Linked DNA regions of Danio rerio: region 1 is linked to region 2. Evidence: chromatin contacts called from public Hi-C data. All regions are on one chromosome and are shown on one strand. The core of a region is the stretch at or near the end of the contact, and the rest is flanking DNA. Distances in the headings are between cores, read along the strand shown. Region 1 holds the start of msrb3 (methionine sulfoxide reductase B3). Region 2 holds the start of helb (helicase (DNA) B).

Region 1 (4,849 bases), core at 1,494-3,993, 130 kb before region 2:
TGTATTCCATTTAATTATTATTAATTTGTTTTTGTTTTTTTTGGGCCTTTTTTTGTAGTTTTTAGTCCAAGAACGGCATGCACACACACTCTAAAGAAAAAAAGGAGTGCTGTAAATATCTCATTGAATGGTGGTGGTGCTGGTGGTGGTGGTGGTTGAAATCATCTGTATGAAATTGAAATCGTCATAAGCTCTCGTTTGTTTCTTGCCAACAGAATAACTACACTGCTGCATTCAGAGACGCGTGTCATGTGGAGAGACCATTCGATGCCATGTTTCTGAACACTAGTCTTAATTGTCACAGTCTGATTATATTCAAGTATATAATTATTTACTGTTGTTTTTGTTTATATTTTAAAGGTTATGCTTTCCCGTTATAATTGGTGGTGCAGATGGATGTTATTTTTTTTTTCTCCGTTCATCTCCCCGCTATTCATTACTTGGCAATTTTAAACGCCATGCAATTGCTGTTTTTAATCTGTTCCCGACCCTTCTAAATTTCCAAAAGAGACACCTTTTCTTTTCGATGGAAGTTTTTCTTGTACACACTCGTGCGCAGCCTGATCTAATTGTAATTTGTATGGAGACACTCATAAACAGAGCATGTCATGCTGCGTTCATGTCTATTTTGGATCACAAAGATTTATCAGCTTTTGTTTAGATGCAGTTTGGGTTGATATGAGGTAAATAAAATGTACTTGTTTATTACTCATGTTTATTTTCTTCCTTTGTTTCTACGTGAAGCGTTTAGGATTTTGGTTTGTTTAACTGGGTTTTACATTTGTTATATTTGACTTTAAGATGAATGTGAACTATCAGTGGTTTAAAATGTGTATGTAATTGCCAAGCCAGTCTATTTATATTGAAATGGAAGTTTTAATACAACAGCATTAAATTTTAAAGTTAAGAATCTCCGATATAGTTCATAAGGTTGTACTGCAGCATCAGCGGAACATTTTGTAAGCTATAATCTATATCTTAATAAGTCTGATAAGATTTTATACAGTTGAAGTTAGAATTGTTACCCCCTGAATTATTAGCCCCCCTGTTTATTTATTTATTTAGTTTTTAATTAGTTTAACAGAGATAGTTTAACACATTTCTAAACATATTAGTTTTAATAACTCCTTTCTATAAACTTATTTATTAAATCTTTGCCATGATGACAGTAAATAATATTTGAGGATGTTTTTAAGACCCTTCTATACAGCTTAAAGTCACATTTAAAGGCTTGACTTGGTAAAGTTAACTAGGCAAGATAGGGTAATTGTATAACAATGGTTTGTTCGAAAAAATATAGCTTAAAGGAGCTAATAATTCCAACCTTAAAGATGTTTTTTTTTTAAATTTTGTTTTAGAAATAAAACAACTTTCTCCAGAAGAAAAAATATCAGACATACTGTGAAAATTTCCTTGCTCACTTAAACATCATTTGGGAAATATATTTTTAAAAATAAAAATAAATTAAAATTCTGTATGTAAAAATCTTGTATTTCAGATAAAAAAAAAATTATTTATATATATATATATAATATATATATATATATATATATAAAATGTAATTTCACTATGTTGTAACCAGATACTACTTCTAATCATAGAAAAAGTCCAGTATTTTTACAGTTGTAAGCCTGACAATTGCTTTAAATGTCTGCATTATTTACTTTTCTGCCATGTTCCCAGTTTCTAAACTATATTCAAGGTTTAGTATCACTGTTCTTTTAATTAAAGTGCAGATGTTATATGTGCAGTGCTCAGCATTTATAAGTAAACCCCTCACAAATTTTATTTTCAATTCATATTTTTAATAGGAAGATATACAATATTATATGTGTGCATATACATTAGATTAGTCAGTACTAAAGCTAAATCTGGAGCTTATCTTACTAAATAACTTACAATAATGTTCCAAAAACTAGTACATCCAAATGTATATGTTATAGAAAAATATTAAATACAAAAAAGGAGTACAAAAAATAAAGAGAAGCAAAAAAAAAAAAAAAGGACAAATTTAGTTGAAATTTTGAAGGATGTAATTATTATTTGTTGCATGAATTTAACTGCATTATTTTTCAATTGATAAATATGTTTGGTGACTAAAAATATTATTTTAATAAATAAATCTGTTTAGTAAATCTGTTTTGTTTAAATGCACCAAAATACATTGCCTACATTCACTAAGAAAAAAATATATACTCATATTCAAAATGGGGTTTACTCAATTATGCTGAGCACTGTAAAACAACTATTGCTTAACAACAACAAAAAAAAATTCAAAACGAGTTAAAACATATAGTAAAATAAAAACAAAACAGATTCCAATAATATAATTATGCAAAATGTATTTATATTTATTTATTAATAAATGCAAGATTAGAATAATCCACGTTTTTATTAAGAATATAAATGAAGGTTTAGACTGAAAACCTCTGATCTAAGGTCAGTTTTTCCTACATTTCCAAAATAGTATGTGTGTAGTTGGCTGATCCCAGAACAGAAAGTACTGACTGCCTCATCCCAAAGCAGCAAGCAGAATAAGATTGATTCTATGACGTGCTACGTTGATTACCTACACAACATAAGTAAAGATTTAACAAATTAATCAATATTTTGTCATATTCGAATGACGTAACTGAACAACAAAAACCCACAGCCTGCTTCGCGCTGTATAACTATGCGCGCAAATTACGCATTGCTCATATTTGGAGAGCCCCTGCTGCCCGGCGAGAGGAATTTCCCACAATGCACTTGTCATTACCTAAGAAGTACACGGCGGTGAAGCTCTGTTTGACAAATGCGCTGCTCTCCCCGCGGCCCCCCTTTCCTGTATACTCTGCTGTCCTGCTCGGTTATAACGCTATTTCTGCTGTCCGGTACGTATAACTACTTATTACATATGTATGTTGTTTATTACGCACTTTTAAGTGACTTTCATGAAGGCAACAGGGTCTCTATGACTACGCATTGATGTAACTCAAAACCGTTATACTTTGCTGTCATGTTAAGGTAACTTAAGCGTATTTACATGCAACGTTTTGTGCTTTCTACATCTATTTATTCCTCTTATTATGACAAAATACGTAAAGTTTCTCAGTAATTTACTTAGTCGTCTATGGGAGCCATATCAATTACACTGTGTGTATTGAATGTATACCCTCCCACATGTGATGTCATAACAACTTGGTGTTATTACATAACGTTTTTATTTACACCCTTGTATATAAAACAGTAGTAAGCTACTGTGGCACTACTATGTGACAGTGATGTAAACACCTCACACTTAAGTCAGTATAAGTGGAGATTATAAAAATATATTAATATTCTATGTCATGTTTATTTAACTAACCTACATAGTAAAGAACTGGCACATATCTAATGAACTTCTACAAGTCTGCCATGATGATTTGCCATGATAATGTTGACTTGACAACAATCCAGAACTGAAAGTTAGAAATAATTTAGAAAAAAATTCAGTTAGAGGATTTTGTAAAATTTTGGAGAAAGCCAATTGTATCATTAGCACATTTGTCATGAATTTGTTACGTGAGTTAGTATGATTTTACCATGTTTCAACTCATGGCCAACCTTTAATTTAGTATTTTGTTCAAACCAATTAGCATCTTGTTGTTATATTTTGCATGCAGTAATTAGTATGTCATGTTTGTTTAAAAAATATATATTTTGACATCAATAACATAACCAACATGTTTCACTCCATGCTAGCTTGTTTCTGGTATATGTTGCTAGCTTGGAGTAGCCTGCTGTTAGCATGTTTTAGCATGTTTTAATCTGTTGCTAGCTTTTAATACTATGTAAACATGAGTTAGCATTTACCTGCACTCTTTAAACAATTTTTTGGATGAACAACTAGATTATTGCATGATTAGTACATTTTAGAGTGTCGCTAACATTTCTAATTTGTTTTAGCCCATGTTGTAGCATATTGCTACTACGGTTTTTAACAACAATTTGTTTCCAGCATGCTATAGTACAGGTTTTAAGTTGTTTTTAGCTCTAGTTAGAATGTTTAGCTCAATGTTGACATGAAGTAGCATGCTCAAGTCAGCATAATCAGATCAAATTCTTCCATAATGTTTGTCATAATTTAATTATGAATAAATTAAATAATGGCCAGCAAATATTAATTAAATTTTTATTTTTTTAAAATAAGGATTATTATTTAATCCATTTTCCCCCCTAAGCCTGTCTGGGGTAATTTTAGGGTATTGGGGTTTGAATGATTTTAAAATCTTGAAAAAACTCAATAAAGACATGTTATACAGTTTTTATCAATAAAAACAGAAAAAAAAAACTGTAATCGTTGACTTCCTCAGTAAAAAAATAAAAATAAATAATACTATGAAAGTCAATGGTCCAACACTTTTGAGTTTGACTGACAAAAAAACAAAACTCAAACAGGTTTGCTACAAATAGAGGATGAGTAAATGCTGGCAGAAATATTAAGTTTTGAGTAAACTTTTCCTTTCAGAAAGTAAGTGGAGCAGGAATATAGACAAAAAAACAGCCATAAAACAATTTGGGTCATTAGACATTAATTATATTAAAAAAAATTTAATTTTAGTATGTTAAAAGAACATGTTTTTGATTTGTGCTCGAAACATGGCACTTAGATAGCAGATATTATAAAAGTTATAACTATTATTAATAAAGCCTGTATTAATTCTCAAAAATAATAAATGAATAATGGTGGCCTAGTGGGTTGCACAATCACCTTATAGCAAGAAGGTCGCTGGTTCGAGCCCTGGCTGGGTCACTTGGCATTTCTGTGTGAAGTTTGCATGTTCTCTTCGTAGTGTATATGAGTGAATGAGAGTGTATGGATGTTTTC
Region 2 (4,539 bases), core at 1,385-3,884:
ATATATATATATATATATATATATATATATATATATATATATATATTTATATATATATATATATATTTTTTTTTTTATAGTCAATTTCTTTACCCAATGGTTGGGTTTATCAATATTTTATCCAAGTTTGGGTTGAAATAACAATATTTTTTGTCTGTGCACATTTTATTATACAAAATATTGTGATTATTTATTTTTCCTGGCTATTGACAGTATGTTATGACTTATAGAGTGATAAAGAAAAATTCAGCAAAACCCCAAAGATATAAAAATGTTTGACTCGTAAATACAAAAAAATTGCACAAATCAACAAAACTATGTGCCATGATCAGTGTTTTGTGCGTGCTTTCATTGTAACAGCCGAACATACTCTTTTAATCGAACTTTGATTGGTAAATATCCTCCATTTTATATTTATTTACTTTATTTACTTAATTTTTATTTAATTTTTAATTTTCTACTTTATTGTTTGGGTTAATATGTTTAGGCAATTTCATTTCCTTTGTACTTGTAGTTGTACTACACTTGTACTATATATAAACAATACAATATGCTTCAAACACTAAGAAATTAGCACACATTTAATAAAATAATGCCTAATTTACTTACTTAAACATCATAAAACAAAAGTTTACAAATCTTTATAAAATCAATCAATTAATAAAGTATGATAATAACTATTAGTTACATGTTTTACCCTATTTACCCGCTGTCTTACCTTAACTTTTTTCCAGGTGCTTCAGAGACTAATCCCTCTTCATCCCTTGCCTGCATTCTCCGAGGACCAACCTCACACTCTGGATGACACCATCCCTCCTCAGCGACCATACAAAAGCTTTCCTATTGAAGACGATGAAATGCACAGCCAGCTGGAGGAACTGCATTCTCCAAGAGTTTCCAAACCGGCAGATCCATGTGAATGCAGCCAGTCTGAAGTCACTTTCTTGAGTAATGAAGATCGCAGCTTCCTTAGAGATTGTCATCAGGAAAGTGACCAAAGGGTGTCATCATCAGAAAGTGTGCATTCAGACTCTGCAGCTCGTCTGGATTTGTATGGCAGTTGGCCGGTGGAGTGCAGCTGTAGCACTGAAACCGAAGCGCAGGCTTGTGCCGACTGCTGCGCTAATGGATTCAGTCAGTCGGTTGTATATGTCACTATAGGTATGTATGTTGGGTACTATGTTATCACTTTAGTCTATAAGGACTTTTTTTGTTTTTTGGAAAGTGTTGAGGCTCATTGTCAGTGCAAAGTAATTTAGATCCAGTCAAGCTCAGAATTAATAGCCAACATTTTTCATTTTCAGATGATGATAATGCCTTGCCTGCTCCGAATGATGCCAGGAATCCGGCAAAAGAAAAAATGAAGAATAAAATTCACCTGTACAATCAGGGCTTAATAAAAACTGAAGAACTTCTTTCACTTCAGTCAGAGTGATTCACCTGGATCAGATGGATATTTATAAAGATTTAATACTGGAGCAGTTCTATTAATTTTGTTGTTGTTACTGTTGTCGATTGTCCTGTATTAAATATTTTATATGTATCTGCTTTTAAAGTAAAGCTGTATTTAATATAAAACCTGATGTATAAAGCAGAAATGTAAGGTCACTTTACTAAAAGGTTTAATTTAATGTAATCTAACTATATTTAACATAAACTGTAATGTAATGTGTATTTATACAGTGCATTTACCGGGGGGAGAGGGGGGGGGTCTCCATACCACCACCAGTGTGCAGCATCTACTTGGAGGATGTGACGGCAGCCACAGGACAGTGCGCTCACCCAACACTAGCTATAAGGGGAATGACTATAGGGATGTAGCTATAGGAAACGAACAATGATAAATATGTTTACATTTTCATTGTTTTTAAACGTTACAAAAATTGATAAATGCTTTAAAAATGATTGCTAATGATCTGCTATTAACTAATTGTAAGCATTCCCTATATAAATGAAAAAAATGAAAAAAATTAAGAATAAAAAATGACCTGTGCAATCAGGGGTTATTAAAAACTGAAGAACTTATTTCACTTTAGTCATTTTTATGTGGCTCTCTAAACTTTTGTCAGCTTATATGGATTGACCTCCCTGAATATATTTTCATTAATATGATTGAAGGTTTTTATTTATGTTATTATTACTACTTATTTTTAATTTAGGCTGCTTGGATGTAAATGTTATTTTATGTTGTATATAATGTTGTCATTTTAGGGTTTTAGTCACTTAGTTTCAGCATTTACGAATTCATTATTTAAATCCATAGTGGCTATTTGTTAAAAGTAACGCACAATGAACAATGATTTGTTTTACTAACGTCAGCAACATTCATAAATGCTGTTAAAGTAAATGAGGCATCCAAAAATGAACGCTGCTCACTGTTGTTGTTAGCTAATGAATTATACACAAATATATTTAACAGAAACTTACAACTACTGTCATTTTAGGACGGTGGCCGGCATTTTCATTCATTCATTCATTCATTCATTCATTCATTCATTCATTCATTCATTCATTTATTCAACCATTTTCTTCATTCAATCATTTATTTATTTTATTATTTAACGCGTTTGTGTATGTTTAACAGGAAGCAGTAATAAACAGACTTTTATTTTGGCGTGATGTGATTGGCTGTTGTATGCAGTGTTTACAGTCATGAGTCATGTGTTGGACCGCGAAATGCAGATAACTTCAAACTGACTTTTATCAGTCAACATGGCGCTTCAAAGTCCCATTGCGGGATTAAAAACCATAACTGGTTACATTTTACCAGAAGAACAAGCTGTCCAGCCAAACAAAGACGATGGTTTAGAAAGTGAAGATGAAGAGGAGGAAGGACAGCCTGAATTTCTGGACATGAAGGAGATGAACTCGGTGTCATCTGGGGGAAACATGTTCAAATCTTTAGTGCCAACATCAAAAGAAGGTAAAACTACTTATTTATTACCTTTACCTAAGTATAGACAAACATGTTTACAGTTCACATTGCTACATGTAACATTTAACGTTACTTTGTTTACTGTAAGTAACAAAGTAACTAACGTGAAGAAATAAAGTATTCACGCTAACTTACACCCCTTTTGAAATTATAAGGGAAATATACCAGAGAAGGTGTAAAAATATTTATAATTTACGCTTTCACACAAAAGTCTGTTTACATTCAAGTTAAACAAGTGACGTTTACTGTTTACCCTGATATGACTAACAAAATCAGCCTGTTTACGGTATAACAAGTAAATCGTATTTACACTTTACAGTTTTAAAAGTTGAAAAGTTAGACTATTGACAGTTTACAAAAATATATTATTTTATTTTAAAAATGTTATCTTATTCTAAATTAATATAATAAAAAATGTAACAATGTATTTAATAACACAATAATTTTCTATTCACATTAATAGAAGTTCCAAAGTCCCCACCTTTTTATACTGTTACCATCATCCTATTTGCATTTGACATAATTTTAACCTATTATTGGTTAGTATGTTTACGCATTCAATTGTTACACATTCATGCATGTTTACATTATAACATAAAAGTATTTAGAACTATTATAACAAACTATGCAATAAGTATTTAAGTATTTTTAGTTACTTCTGTGATTTTTTTTCAACTGGATTGTATATTTTATATATAACTATATTTTTATATATTTATGAAATTACAAAAGCTTATTTATTAGGTGTTTAACGTGTTTTTTTATGTTCTTGCTGAGTTTTTAATGTAATTTCGTTCTGCATTACTATCTATTGTGATGTTTTGAATGACAAAAATAAAGGAAACTGAACTGAAAACTGAACATATTTGCAATATACAGCATCACACTCTTTACATGTTATACCTGTAAGTAAAACATACATAAAAATAATGTACATTTACATTGTTATGAGTTAAAAAGTCAGTTTGTTAACACATAAGTAAAAATATTCATATATACAGTCTGAATTCTATCATTCTATGAATTCTATCTACAGTCTGTCTCCTACATATCTACATACTTGTCTTGCATACCATACTGTTCATAATTGCATATAATAATTATAATAATACATTTAGTTTGAAAGCACCTTTCAAGAAACCCATGGTCACTGTACAACATACATATACAATTCTACAAAAAAACAAAAAAACAAAAAAAAAAACAGTACAACATAAATAGACAGTATAAAAATAGAGAAGACGATAAAATACAAAGACTTGAATACAAAATGGAGTAATGCAGTTAAACAGAGTATGTTATTTTGAACAGATGAGTTTTAAGTCTAGATTTGAATAGTGTGGGAGAGTCAGTACATCTACTCATATCTACAAGTAAAAGCTTTTCAGAGTTGACGCTTTCAAAGGTACTACTTTGTTTATAACGGTTATTTCATGCATTTTCTTCTTTTACAGTGTCAATTCTGGTTGGTAAAAAGACATACAAGGTTGAGGGCCGATTCCCCCTCTGTGACCCCTGGTGGGAAGTAACCTGTACAATTCGCCTAGGCCGACTCAAGGCATTTGTTAAAGGCTACCCTTTCTATCGACTCCGCACTCATCTGA

What was found. Hi-C and Micro-C count contacts between places; a contact is called where the count stands out from the background.
Region 1: a Hi-C map of embryo shows a contact between it and region 2, with 2.5 times the contacts expected there. The contact joins the promoter of msrb3 here to the promoter of helb in region 2. A contact is called at or near these places in 2 of 18 Hi-C or Micro-C datasets (both in embryo).

Annotation. Positions count from the first base shown.
Region 1 is chr4:13,487,512-13,492,360 of GRCz12tu, reverse strand. msrb3 (methionine sulfoxide reductase B3) reads left to right here and starts at 2,743. Exons shown (of 6, transcript NM_001320380.1): 1 at 2,743-2,873. The coding sequence starts at 2,795.
Region 2 is chr4:13,354,182-13,358,720 of GRCz12tu, reverse strand. helb (helicase (DNA) B) reads left to right here and starts at 2,634. Exons shown (of 14, transcript XM_068220753.1): 1 at 2,634-2,923; 2 at 4,390-4,539. irak3 (interleukin-1 receptor-associated kinase 3) reads left to right here. Exons shown (of 13, transcript XM_017355295.4): 12 at 735-1,161; 13 at 1,305-2,025. The coding sequence ends at 1,435.